Regions from separate parts of the Ovis aries genome. Here region 1 is linked to region 2. The links are chromatin contacts, called in public Hi-C maps. All regions are on one chromosome and are shown on one strand. Each heading gives the region's core, a stretch centred on a gene start, on an enhancer-like site or on the middle of the called end of the contact. The rest is flanking DNA. Distances are from core to core; before and after follow the strand shown. Region 1 holds the start of XPO6 (exportin 6). Region 2 overlaps XPO6 (exportin 6).

Region 1 (6,725 bases), core at 1,605-4,104, 68 kb before region 2:
GGCAACCCACTCCAGTGTTCTTGCCTGGAGAATCCCAGGGACGGGGGAGCCTGGTGGGCTGCCGTCTATGGCGTCACACAGAGTCGGACACGACTGAAGCGACTGGCTCAGATGGTAAACCGTCTGCCTACAATGCGGGTAGATCCGGGTTGAATCCCTGGGTTGGGAAGATACCCTGGGGAAGGAAATGGCAACCCACTCCAGTATTCTTGCCTGGAAAATCCCATGAAGGGAGGAGCCTGGCAGTCTGTGGGGTCAAAAAGAGTTGGACATAACTGAGTGACTTCACTTTCACTTTCAGTGATAAGAGCTGGGTTTCCCACTCCAAATCTCTCATTCCAAAGTCTTGGCTCATTTCACTACACTGAGCCAAGACAGGGCAGGCCACTTGGCATCCATCCTGATTCATCTGTTTATCTTCTGAGATGGCTTCTCTTGTACATACAGTTGGAGATTCTTTCCCCTCACTTTGCCTAGCTAACTACAACATGTCATTCAAGCCACGGGTAAATAAATGTCACTTCCTGACTGCCTCCCCATCCAAACCCCCAAGATTAGCTTAGATCCCTTGGCTATTAACCCTCAAATGGTTTGTATTTTTCTTCAATGCTCTTATTGCAATTATAAGTGATGACTCATTTGGTAATACTTTTAAAATAATTCTTCTCTCTATTCCATAAAGGCCCAAGTGTGTCTGTTTTATCAGCACTGAATCCTCAGAACAGTGGTTGTCACTTAGTGGGCAACAGTAAATATTTAATGAAAGAATAAATGAGAGCCATTGCTTTCTGTGGCCATGAGTTATGTCAGCAGTCCCCCAAGGGTGATCCCCGGACCTGGAGCATTAGTATCACCCAGGAATTTTTTAGAAAAATTTATGAGCTTCTACTGATTAGAAGCTCTGGGAATGGGGAAGGACAATCAGTGTTTTAACAGGCCCTCCAGGTGATTCTGATTCATGCTGGAATTTGAAGGCCACTACACAGATTTCCACAATAAACTGTGGAAAATTCTGAAAGAGATGGGAATACAGACCACCTGACCTGCCTCTTGAGAAATCTGTATGCAGGTCAGGAAGCAACAGTTAGAACTGGACATGGAAGAACAGACTGGTTTCAAATAGGAAAAGGAGTATGTCAAGGCTATATATTGTCACCTTGCTTCTTTAACTTCTATGCAGAGTACATCATGAGAAACACTGGACTGGAAGAAACACAAGCTGGAATCAAGATTGCCGGGAGAAATATCAATAACCTCAGATATGCAGATGACACCACCCTTATGGCAGAAAGTGAAGAGGAACTAAAAGCCTCTTGATGAAAGTGAAAGTGGAGAGTGAAAAGGTTGGCTTAAAGCTCAACATTCAGAAAACGAAGATCATGGCATCTGGTCCCATCACTTCATGGGAAATAGATGGGGAAACAATGGAAACAGTGTCAGACTTTATCTTTCGGGGCTCCAAAATCACTGCAGATGGTGATTGCAGCCATGAAATTAAAAGACGCTTACTCCTTGGAAGAAAAGTTATGACCAACCTAGATAGCATATTCAAAAGCAGAGACATTACTTTGCCAACTAAGGTCTGTCTAGTCAAGGCTATGGTTTTTCCTGTGGTCATGTATGGATGTGAGAGTTGGACTGTGAAGAGGGCTGAGTGCGGAAGAATTGATGCTTTTGAAGTGTGGTGTTGGAGAAGACTCTTGAGAGTCCCTTGGACTGCAAGGAGACCCAACCAGTCCATTCTGAAGGAGACCAGTCCTGGGATTTCTTTGGAAGGAATGATGCTAAAGCTGAAACTCCAGTACTTTGGCCATCTCATGTGGAGAGTTGACTCATTGGAAACGACTCTGATGCTGGGAGGGATTGGGGGCAGGAGGGGAAGGGGACGACGCCAGAGGATGTGATGGCTGGATGGCATCACTGACTGGATGGACCTGAGTCTGAGTGAACTCCGGGAGCTGGTGATGAACAAGGAGGCCTGGCGTGCTGCGATTCAGGGGTCGCAAAGAGTCGGATACGACTGAGCGACTGAACTGAACTGAACTGAACACAGATTTGGTTCAGCCCATGACTAGCAGCACCTCTGCTGCTGGGCATTGTTTCTTGCTTCTATTTGTTAAAGTCACTTCTTTCACAAGTAAAGTAGGTTGGAGGATAGAAACAGGAACCAGAACCCACCACGTCTTTGCCTTGTTAGAATCTCTGCAGTTGCTGTTCCTTAACTTTGATCACGCTGGCGGCTATTGACTTTATCCTCAGGCTTGTTTACATTTCCATTCCTCCCTTCCACGTTTTATCTGGGGCCCCTGTGTGTTCGTTCGTTCATAACACTCACAACACTCCTCGTTTCTTACAATTAATTTATTCACTTGGTTGCTACTTGCTGCTTATCTGCCTCCTTGAGTGCAGGGACTACATTGATCTTCTTTACTGTACTAGTCCTGGCATCCACAGCTGAGCCTGGTCCACAGCAGCTAAAATGTCTATGGGCTGAATGGATGTAAATTCCACAAGGGAAGAGGCTGCGTGCCACCGACTTCTAGCCGGGTGCTGGGCAAATAGAAAGTGCTCCTTCAAGATGGGTGGAATGAATGAGCTCAGGAAATGAAAGAGAAACCGCCCCTTTACCAAGATGGCAGGGCCAGTTCCCTTTACCAACATGGCCGCTTGCCCTCGTGGACCGGCGGAGAGCGGCGGGCGTGGGGCGGGGCCGGACGGGGGCGGGGCCAGAGGGAGCCGTCAGGTGCGGCCCCGCCCCGCGCCCCCCAGCCCCCGCCCGCTCGATTCCGGATTGGTCCGGTTCCAGCGCCGCAGCCCGGCGGCCGCGCCGTGGGGCCGCGCCGAGCGCTCGCCACTTCCGGCGCGTTGGGGCTGTTGGTCGCGGGCGGCCGCGCGGCGCGAGCGGGCAGCTCCGGGGCGGGCGCGCGCAGGGATGCTCCGGGGGGCGGCGGCAGCGGCTGTGTGGGCTGAGGCGGCAAGGATAGCGTGGGCTCCCGGGCCTTTCCCCTGAGTCGGCCGCTCGGACTGCGCCGCCCAGGCCCCTTCAGCCTCCGCCCCTTCAGCCTCCGGGCCGGGCCCGCCGCCGTTTCTGAACGCGGGGGCCGGGGAGCCCCTGCCTGGGCCCGGAGCCTCCCCTCGGGGGTCGGGCCCGGGCAGGGGGCCCCGAGCCGCTGCCCTCCTCGTCAGCCCTCCGAGCCCCATTTCCTGCTTTTTTCAGTTTCTTTGGGGAGGGGCGGGTGGGTCTGGATGAATTGTTCCGGGGGTCCCCGATGAGGTGGGCCGGGGGGCCGCACTCTTTTTAGAGGGTCCCCGCGAGGCTCGGGGGTGGGGAAGCGGTTGTCTTTGCATGGGCGGGGGACTTCCCGAGCCTGCGGGACCATGACCTGAACTGTGCAAGCCGGACGTGTCCGAAGCCCGAGAGCCAGCTCACCTGAGCCGCCCCCTCCCCCGGCCAGCATGGTAAGTGGGGTCGAAGCCCCTTCCTTCCCGGGTGCCAAGTCTGAGCGGTGGGAGCGGGCCCGGGACTGCTGAGCCATCGCTTCTCCCTGGGGCGGGGAGAGGCGCGTGCCGAGTCCGGCAGTGACACATGCGTGCAGGGTTTGCAGCCGGGCTCTGAGCTCCCATCCCCCCCCCAACCCCCCCTCCACCCCGCCTCCCGCCCCAGGGATGGTTTAGGACTGGGAGGGACCTGGACGCGGAGCAGACACAACCCTTGCATCTGTTGTTTGCCTCTCGTACATTGTAGCTCATCACGACAGTAGCTAACAATTCTGTGCTAAGTGATTGACGTGTGTTATTAGTACACCAGCCCTGTGTTCTGAAGTAGGGAGACTGAGGCACAGAGCAACTAAATATCCAGCTCAGGGTCACTCTTAAGTGACAGTGGCGAGGTTTGAACCTAGTTTGATTTCAGAGCTCCTAATAGAACACACGTGACAGAGCTGGAGTGGATCTTGTTTTAGCCGGTTCAGTCGTGTCCGACTTTTTGCGACTCCATGAACTGCAGCCCGTCAGGTTCCTCTATCCATGAGATTCTCCAGGCAACAATACTGGAGTGGGTTGCCATCTTGGTAGAAGCTTATATACAGGGCAGCTGAGAGGGTTTGTGGTTTGCAAAGGTCACTTACCTAGATGATAGCAAAGTCAGGAACAGTACTCTGTTGACACTCACCCTGCCTGTCTTTCTACTACATGCCCTGACCTTTGCCCTGGAGTGCCTGGAGATCGCTTCATCTTTCCAGATCTGGTTCAGAAGCCACCTCTTCTGAGGATAACATTCCACATTTTCCAGGCCCAAAGGCACTCTCAGTACTTCCTGAGATTTGTTCACATCTGTTTTTAAGCATTTGTCTTATTGGAGTGATTATTTCTGAGCCGTAGTCGTCCATTGCGGTGAACTCAGTTTCCTCAAAGGTGAAATTGTCAGAATTTTTATCTTCTCTGGCTCTTGGTACATAGTAAGCCCATGGAAGGTGGTTGATCGTCAAGTCTGTGTTTGAGCACCTCCAGTTATAGGGTGCCCATTTTATCGCTGTCACGTTAGGGGTTTAGTAGAGAAAAGGAGGCCGTGACATCGTCTGTGATAATAGCTCTTCAGGCCAGTGTGGTTTTCTGAACGTTGGAGTGTCCTGTGGGTGATGTGTTAGGTCTGGGGCAGAGAGAGGAGACGTAGGCTGTAGCCCGTGTCTTCATAGTGCTTATAACCAGTTAGATAAAATGCACTGTTAATGCCAGGCAGCACTGTATAGTGTTGCCTGTACCAGGTGTAGGTAGGATGGATAGTGGCAGATCAGTTAAACTTTCTGAGTCCCGGGGTCCTCAGCTGTAGAATGTGGAGACAGGAATTCTCTAATGAACAAAGGTATGAGGTGTAACACTGAGTGAATGATGAAAGGCGTATTCAGTGGTCCTTCACTGATTCTTTCAATGAATTAAAAAAAATGGTAGTAAAATATAGGTAACATGAAATTTACCATTTTAACCTTTTTTTTTTTTAATCTTATATGCACGGGTTTAGTTGCTCTGTAGCATGTGGGGTCTTCCCAGACCAGGGATGGAACCAGTGTCTCCTGCATGGGCAGGTGGATCCTTTACCACTGAGCCACCAGGGAAGCCCCATTTTAACCATCCTTAAGGGTACAGTTCAGTCACATTAAGTACATTCATAGTGTGTCCATCCCCAGAATTAGTTTCATCTTGTAAGACTGAAACTATACCCATTAAACAAAAACTCCCATTCCTTTCTTCTCTGTCCCCTAGTGACCACTCTTCTACTTGTCTCTGAATTTAACTACTGTGTAAGCCTTCATATAAATGGAGTCATACGGTTTTGTTTTTTTGTGACAGGCTTATTTCACTGAGCATAATCATGTCTGCAAGGTTCATCTGTGTTGTAGCATCTGTCAGGATTTCCTTCCTTTTTAAGAATGAATAATATTTCATTGTGTGTGAAGCCCACGTTTTGTTTATCCGTTCATCTGTTGATGGACACTTGGGTGTCTTCCACCTTTTGGCTATTGTGAAAAATGCTGATATGAACACGGGTGTACACAACTTTTAATGAATTTAAGTAGCCACTGTATGTGAGGCTCTAGCAAATGTCAGATAAACAAGACAGACAGGTACCTTCTCTCAGGTAGCTGACAACATTGCATTAGAACAGAATTGCTTTTGGGCAGAATTTTACTGTTTATCGACTTAGCTGGCCAAGCACCCTTGTATTCAGGTTTCATTTTAATTAAGAGTCAGGAGACCGTTATGAAAATAACCACCTTTGAGCAATTAATTGTGAAGTCGTTGACTTCATCATCACCATTTACAATTTTTTTCTAGGATAACTTGTGAGTCAAGTTTTGTAATCTTCCCCTCACTTATTTTAGCACACAGTGGGTGACCACAGCGGATGTAAGGCCAATAGGACTGTCAAATCATGTCCTCTTTGCAGCACTGATCCCAGGGGTTTGTCTCCTTAGATGTCCCAGGTTCAGGGGTGTGGCTGGGGCAGGCCTTGCCCCCAACTGCAAGGAAGCTGTTGCCTGGTTTGTGTCTCATTTGAGGGGAGGGATCACAGTTCTTTATTTGTTCCAGAAGCTCTTTTTCCATTTCGTACTGACTTAACATTTTTGCTTTAAAGAGCCTTGAAAGAGTTGACAAATAAGTTGGGGCCTTTGTAATATCTTTTTAAAATTTCAGTTTCCTTATAAGATGAAAATGGTGTAATATAGAACTACCATTGATTAAGTATCTACACTAAGCTAGCTGTGTTTCATTTATTTGTTTCCTTTCAGTCATTCAGTATCAGTTACGCACACCAGTCCTGCTAGGTTGGTTACCGTATTGCCATCACTACTAGAGGAGGAGGTGAACACAGCTGGTGTAGGATACCTGTTTAACAAGAGGTGGAGCTGGCATTTGGACCCAGGCTGCCCTTCTCCAAAGCCTCTGCTGCTTAAGGCCAGATGCTGCCTCACACGGAAGATGGTTGGGAATGTCATCCAGCTATAGTTTATTTGGTTCTGAGATAGTGACGTGGGCAAGGGACCATGGGAATTTCCTTTTAAGTCTCCCTCTAGGAAGAGTTTTGACCTGCAAATTTAGAATTAATGAAAGATTTGTAGGTTCAGCATGGAATACCTAGAACAGTGAGACTGTAACTACCTTTGATGAAATCATTTTGGGTTGAATTCTCATGAGTTCTCAAGTGATGTAACATCTCAGAGGTTCCC
Region 2 (6,650 bases), core at 1,481-3,980:
AGTGGTCCAGTTGCTACGACCCTACAAAGACTTGCTCTCTTCTCACTTTGTCCTTTTTAAAACTCAGGCCAGAGGTTGCTGTCAGCCTGTTTGACACATCTACTTTGCAGATGAGCCGGAGCCTGCGGGTCAGACTTAATGCGCTCACTTTGTCGTGTAGGAAGACTGCAGGTGTTTCTTTCCTAATGTTCAGATGTATAAACTTGTCACTTAGAAGCCGCTGAAACTTAGTTTTGGTTTTATAATAGTACATAGTGGAAAGAGCATTGGCTGGGGGAGTAAAGAGACCTGCTCCTATCCCTGACATTGAACGTATCTCTGGATCTCAATTTCTTTTTCTCTGAAGCAGATTTGAATCGGAGGATCAGTGAGAACTCTCCACATCGCAGTCTCAGAGTTCAACATAGGTGTTCTCTCGGCTTATTTTGTAAATTGGTTTGTTCTGCATAATATCTCCTTAATAATATGTTCCATGGTAACCTTGTCTTGTTAGTTCAGCAGGGCCCAATCGTGAAGACCAAATAAAAGACACCAATTGTGGTTATTACTAAGAAGTCGAGGGAACCTAGGCTTATGGTTGTAGCGTTCTGGTGGAAGTAAACACTGGTGGGTGTGTTTCTAAGGAGTAGTTCCATTAAGTAATTTCATTGTCTGGATTTCTTTTGCACCATAGCCTACTCATGAAGGTTACTTCTCTTGTTTGGATATCTGGACACTCTTTTTGGACTATCTGACAAGTAAAATTAAAAGCCGTCTGGGAGACAAGGAAGCAGTTCTCAACAGGTAAACCACAGAAACATTAATAACTAGAAATAGACATTTTGGTCAGTTTCTCTTGTGGCCTAAAGAGTCCGCCATGCAGTCAGACTGCTTTAGTGAAACGGAGTCGCAGAAGCTGTTCAGGTAGTAATGCCATTGAACATTGTCTTCTTCTCTTCCCCTTAGATACCTCATTTTTAAAAAACATTTTTCTGATTAAAAAAGTAACATGTATTAAATTTTTAGGTATGATAATGCTTTTGTGGCCCCTTCTCCCCCATGATCCTTACTTTAGAGATATAAGTTGAAGTATTTATTGGATGAAATGATATAACATCTGAGATTTGCTTTAAAATAATTCCCTGGGGCTAGTGGGGGAAGTGGGTTGACCATGTGTTGACAATTGATGTTGAACTCAGTTGATAGGAACTTGGAGTTCATTGTATCCTCACTTCTTTTGTATGTGCTTGAAAATTTCCTAAATAATGAATACTTGTCAGGGAAAAAAGTATTTATTTTAAAAACTAGCAAAGATAGAAAAATATAAAGAAGATAAGTTTTCTATAATCCCGCTATCCAGAGACGATTAGTTTTGTACTTCTTGTTATAGTTTAGAAACAGAAAATGGGGAAATGTTTTTCCCCCACATTTCTCAAGACCATTTTTCTTGTTTGCAGGCAGAAAGTATGTTTCCTGTACACTGTGGTCCTTATATATCTAACTATTTGAAGCTAATATATCTAGAGTGTTCAGCACATTACAAATGCTCGGTAAATAGTATCAGTGGTGGATGGTGGAGATAGTAAATACGTCTCTTCTAGAGAGTGCCAAATGGAGGTGGTGAGGAGAACTCCCATCTGGGGAGAGTTGGACTGAACCTCTTAAAACCCTTTCCATCTCTGAGGTTTGAAGAGTTTTTAAAATTCTAAACGGTATTTGCATTCCAAGTTTAAGCATTTGCACTTTCATTTTCCAAACTATTTTTATGATTGCAAAATAGCTTCCAGCTTGTTAGATGTCAGGTCACAAGTGGTTCTGGGTAGTATATTTGTGTATCAGAAACCTTCTTACACAACAGTAGATCCTGTTTTTGGTGAACTTGCCAACTGTGAGTAATTGTGTTGTTGAATGAGATTGTTCAAAGAAAAGGCGCTTCCGCCAGATTCTCTTTCTTGTATGTTGAGCAGTCGCATCCTTTGCTTCTGGGACTGTGCCTGATTTTGCTATATTTAAGTGGTTAGATGGTCTTTCACATCGCTCAGACTTTTTGGAAGAATAAGCTGAGGACATGATCAGCACGAAAATGCTTTTAAAAGCACAGTACAAATGTGCTTTAGGTGGGGAGAATACGGTATTGTTCCACTGAGAAGTACTTGCGCTGATTACTGCTCCAATAGAAGGAGCAGTGGTGCAGTTTAAATTCCTTTTCTGCTTCATGGTAGCAGTGTTACTGTTGGTCAAGTCATATGGTAATCTCATTTCCTCTTGCAAAATGAGATACTAATATCTCTCTTGTAGAATGGCTAGGATTCAAGGAAATCGTGTATATAAAATACCTGGCATAGTATTGATCACATGTTAGGCACTCAATGGATGGTCACAGTAATGACCACACAGTAATAGTAAGTCATAGAAGATGTTGCTGTTGTTTGACTGAGGTGGTGACTGTGGAGTTAAATGACAGTACCCCTGGACAGCAGAGACTCCTCAGCCCACTTGCAGATGGTGGCCTGCCTGCCTGCCCAGGCATCTGTCGTCATAGCTGTCAGCGGTCCTGGCTGACCACTTTAAACACTAGGGATTTTTCTCATTGATCCTTTGATTATTATCCTGAATAAGGCTTTCTGATTTTTCATGACTTAAAAAAATACACACATAACACTTTCACACTTTAACAACCCAAACGTCCAAAGCTCGTCTGTGGTTTATGCCGTTAATGGTAACCATCATCTGGGGGAACAGCTTGTCAGTCTGACACCCCCTAGTGGTCAAAGGTAGTAGACGACAAAGAAAGATGTACAATGGCGTCTACTGCCTGCTCAAAGAAAATAGTTGAACTCTGTGTTTCCTGTCACCTCTCACAGAGCATATTTATAGAAATACATACTCAAAAAACCTTAAATGAAAGTTTTGAAAGTTTGGCAACCACAGCTCTGGGTTATCTTAGAGATCCCAATATATTGAAGCAGCTGATAAAGAGCACTGGCTACAGATAATTACTGCATTGATTTTTAGTGAAGAGCTTGTCAATGCAGTCAAATGTTTTTCAACTGATAAAATATATCTGAAAGAAGTCAGGGGGCTTTTGTGACTTGAACCAGAATTTCAGAAGCAACTGGTCTTGCAGGAAGTAGTCAGATGTTTTCTTGGTGTCTTAAATGGGAGACGTAGGTGTGGTTAAGTTGCAGAGACAGCATTCAGTTCCTGTCTCTTGTGGTTTATAGGTTTTGCATCATTCCTCACAACAAAGTGGTAGGCTTTGTAGGCTACAAATTTAGAAGTACAAATGTACATAGAATTATTTTTGGTCCTAGGAGTTTGGAAATTGGAGTTCCACATGTTCCTTGCTCAATGAAGATGCTCAAGAATTTCTTGTTCAGAGCTGGCGGGGACTTGGAGAACTTGAGTCCCATTGTTAACAGATAAATATTCTATAATGCACCCAACTGAACTAATTGCTAGTGGGGTTCACTGTCCAGGTTTGCCATTTTGAATCAGTGGTGTTGGAAGACCTGAATTTCGGTCTCCATTTCCTCTTTGTAGTTTGGGAATGGTTGTGCCTACTTTACAAGTTCTTGAGCAAATTAAATGAACCAGTGTGTATAAAGTACCTTGGCTGATGGTAGATGTTCAGAAAATAAGTATTAGTTCTCATCCTTTGTCTCTCTTTCTCTAACTTCCTTCTCTCTGTGCTTGTCAGTGTGTAGGGAGACACCTGGGTAGAAACTTATTTTTATAGGAGGATGAGGAAACTTGCAGTGTGTTAAGCAACCTAAAGTTACTGAGTCATGTCCTGTGAACCCCTTTGTCATGAGAGTACTGGCAGGTGCTGGCCACAGACCTGCCAGGGATTCTGGGTGACATTAGATTGGACTGTAAACAAATGTGGGCAGGCGTGAGAAAACTTGCTGCCCTTTTCTTGTGAGTGGGTTTTTCTGCTTAGTAAAGAGGAAGTGCCATTGTGACACACAGCATTTTGATACAGTTAGTAAAAGGTATTAACTAGGTTTATGTCAGGGCTCCAGTAGCTTTCTAGCTCTTGATACATGAAATCCATGCTGTTGACTGCCCCAGAGAGCAAGTGAATAGGAAATATTCACTTAGAATATTTCACTGAGTTGCAAAAGCTACCCAGGATTATGCTTTGGTGCCTTGTAGTTATCTGACTTGTAGGTTTGTTTATTTATTGCCTGCATATTGATTCATTTGTTCTCTTTCATTGATCACACATTTACTAAGCAGCTGCTATGTAGTTGCCTTAACATAACATTTCATTTAACTCTCAGAAGAAGTTGGGGTGCTTCTGAAATCACATTTGTGGTTTGAGCACACCGATCTGTAGGTTTATTTCCATTGTATATTTAAGCATTTAATGCTCTAAGTTTCCCTCTGAGCACTGCTTTAGCTTTATCAAATTCTAATAGGTATTGGTTTCCTTTTCATTCAATTTATTTTGTAATTCCCCTTGAGAATTCCTCTTTGGTGTTTAATTTCTAAATATCTGAGGATTTTCCCTGTGTCTTCTTGCTGTTGTTTTCTAGTTTATTATGATCTGCAAACATATTCTGTGTGGTTCCAGTTCTTTTCAGTTTGTCAGGACTTGCTTTATGGCCTGCTCTTCTTGGGGCTCACTCACTGTGCTTGAGAGTGTGTGCTCTGCTGTTGCTGGGTGCAGTGTTACCGGTATGCCAGATCAGGTTGATTGAGAGAGTTCTACAGGTTATCTTTTTATCCGGTTTGTTCTGCCAGTTACTGAGAGAGGGGTGAATTCTCCCAAGTAAAGTTGTGGATTTGTCAACATCTCCTTTCAGTTCTATCAGTTTTTGCTTTGTTTGTTTTGAGACTCTCTTTGTTAGTTTCTAGAGAAGGAAATGGCAACCCACTCCAGTATTTTTGCCTGGGAAATCCCATGGACAGAGGAGCTTGATGGATTACAGTTCATGGGGTTGCAAAAAGTTGGACATGACTGAGCAGCTAAACGACAACTGTTAATTTTGCACAAATTTAGTTTTCCCTTTGAGTGTATCTACTGAGTGTTTGACTATATTTATGAGTTTTTAAAGTCATTGCTCTGTATATTAAAATGCATATATATTTAATTTTTCTAGTTGACGTATTACCACGTCAAGTGTAATATAGAAGCCTCACTACTGTTTTGCTGTCTCTTCTTGCATTGAGGTTGCCATATATTTTCCATCTGTGAGCAGTGAAAATGCCATCAGACAGTGTTCTGTTTTTGCTTTCATCCAGCATTCATATTTTAAAGTTCTTAAGAGAATCAACAGAGAAGCAGTTGTATTTACCCAGAGATCTGCCAGTTCTCTTGCTTTCCCTTCATTCTGAAGTTCCATGTTTCTGTTTTAAAATTAATTAACTAACTGATTAATTTTGGGGGGCTGCACTGGGTCTTTGTTGCTTTCTCTAGTTGTGGTGATTGGGCGCTGCTCTTCGTTGCAGTGCGCAGCCTTCTCATTGAAGTGGCTTCTCTTGTTGCAGAGCAAAGGCGCTGGAGCACACAGAGTTCAGTGGTGATGGCTCGTGGGCTCAGTAGTTGTGGCGCATAGGCTTAGTTGCTCCACGGCATGTGGATCTTCTCGGACCAGGGATTGAGCCTGTGTCCTCAGCATTTGCAAGCAGATTGAAAAAAAAAAAAAAAAAACCTTAAAAAAAATTTATTTATTTAGTTTTGCCTTTGTTGGGTCTCTATTGGCGCGAGGGCTTTTCTCTCGTTGCGGCAAGCAGGGGCTGCCCTATAGTTGTGGTGCGTGAGCTTCTCCTTGTGCGGCTTCTCTTGTTCCAGAGCACAGGCTTCAGAGCGTTCGGGTTTCCTTAGTTGTGGCATGTGGGCTCAGCAGTTGCAGTATCCTGGGAAAGGCAGGTTCTTAGGCACTGGACTACCAGGGAAGCTCCCAGGTTTCTTTCTGATTATTGTTTACCTTCTCGATCAGCCAGCTCGGGTTGCCATAACGAAATACCACTGACTGGGGTGGCTTAAACAATAGAAATTTGTTTTCTCTTACATCTAGAGAATGGAGGTCATAGATGAGGGGACTGGCGGATTTGGTTTCTGGTGAGGGCTCTCTTCCTGGCTTGCAGATGCTGCCTTCCCTTCATGTCCTCATGTGGCCCCTCTTCTGTGCTTGCACGGGGAGGAGGGAGCGTGAGCACACTCCACTCCCTCAGGTCTCTTTCTCTTCATGTAATTACGGCCCGCCCCGCCCTTATGATCTCACTCAACTTTTATTGCCTTTCATAGGCCTGGTCCCCAAATACAGTCATACTGAGAGTTGGGGGCTTCAGCATACGAAGTTTGAGTGGACACAGTTCAGTCCAAAACACCCTTCAGCTGAAGACCCTCAAGAAGGATGCTTATAATAGCTTGCTTTAAAAATCTTCGATGATTCCAGCATCTGTGTCATCTGTGACAGTTTGCTGATTGTCTTTCCCTTGACAGGTGTTCAGTGTCGTCTCATTTTTTGTATGTCAGCTAGTTTAGAGCCCTGTACATGTGTGTTCTACCAGCTGTAGGCATGACTTCCATCTCCACAGTCACTGTATGGTCAAAGGTGGGTGCTGAATCTAAGGCGTCGCACCCGTGATTCAGGCAGCAGGAGTAGAGGGGAGAGGCTGGGCAAAAGCAGCTTTCCCAGCGGCCCCACCAAATCACTTCT

The links. A called contact is a pair of places that touch in the nucleus more often than the background predicts.
Region 1: a Hi-C map of liver shows a contact between it and region 2, with 2.9 times the contacts expected there. The contact joins the promoter of XPO6 here to the enhancer-like site in region 2. A contact is called at or near these places in 9 of 16 Hi-C or Micro-C datasets (blood, hypothalamus, liver and 3 more).

What each region holds. Positions count from the first base shown.
Region 1 is chr24:26,239,896-26,246,620 of ARS-UI_Ramb_v3.0, reverse strand. It overlaps XPO6 (exportin 6), which reads left to right and starts at 2,854. Exons shown (of 24, transcript XM_060406222.1): 1 at 2,854-3,459.
Region 2 is chr24:26,171,926-26,178,575 of ARS-UI_Ramb_v3.0, reverse strand. XPO6 (exportin 6) reads left to right here. Exons shown (of 24, transcript XM_060406222.1): 9 at 674-783. Among named protein-coding and RNA genes, the nearest start is that of XPO6, 69 kb to the left of the region's middle. Within about 2 kb of position 2,730, at least 13 of the 54 cell types and tissues checked have an H3K27ac peak or open chromatin away from gene starts, as enhancers often do. A contact at or near this core is called in hypothalamus and liver, where this site is marked.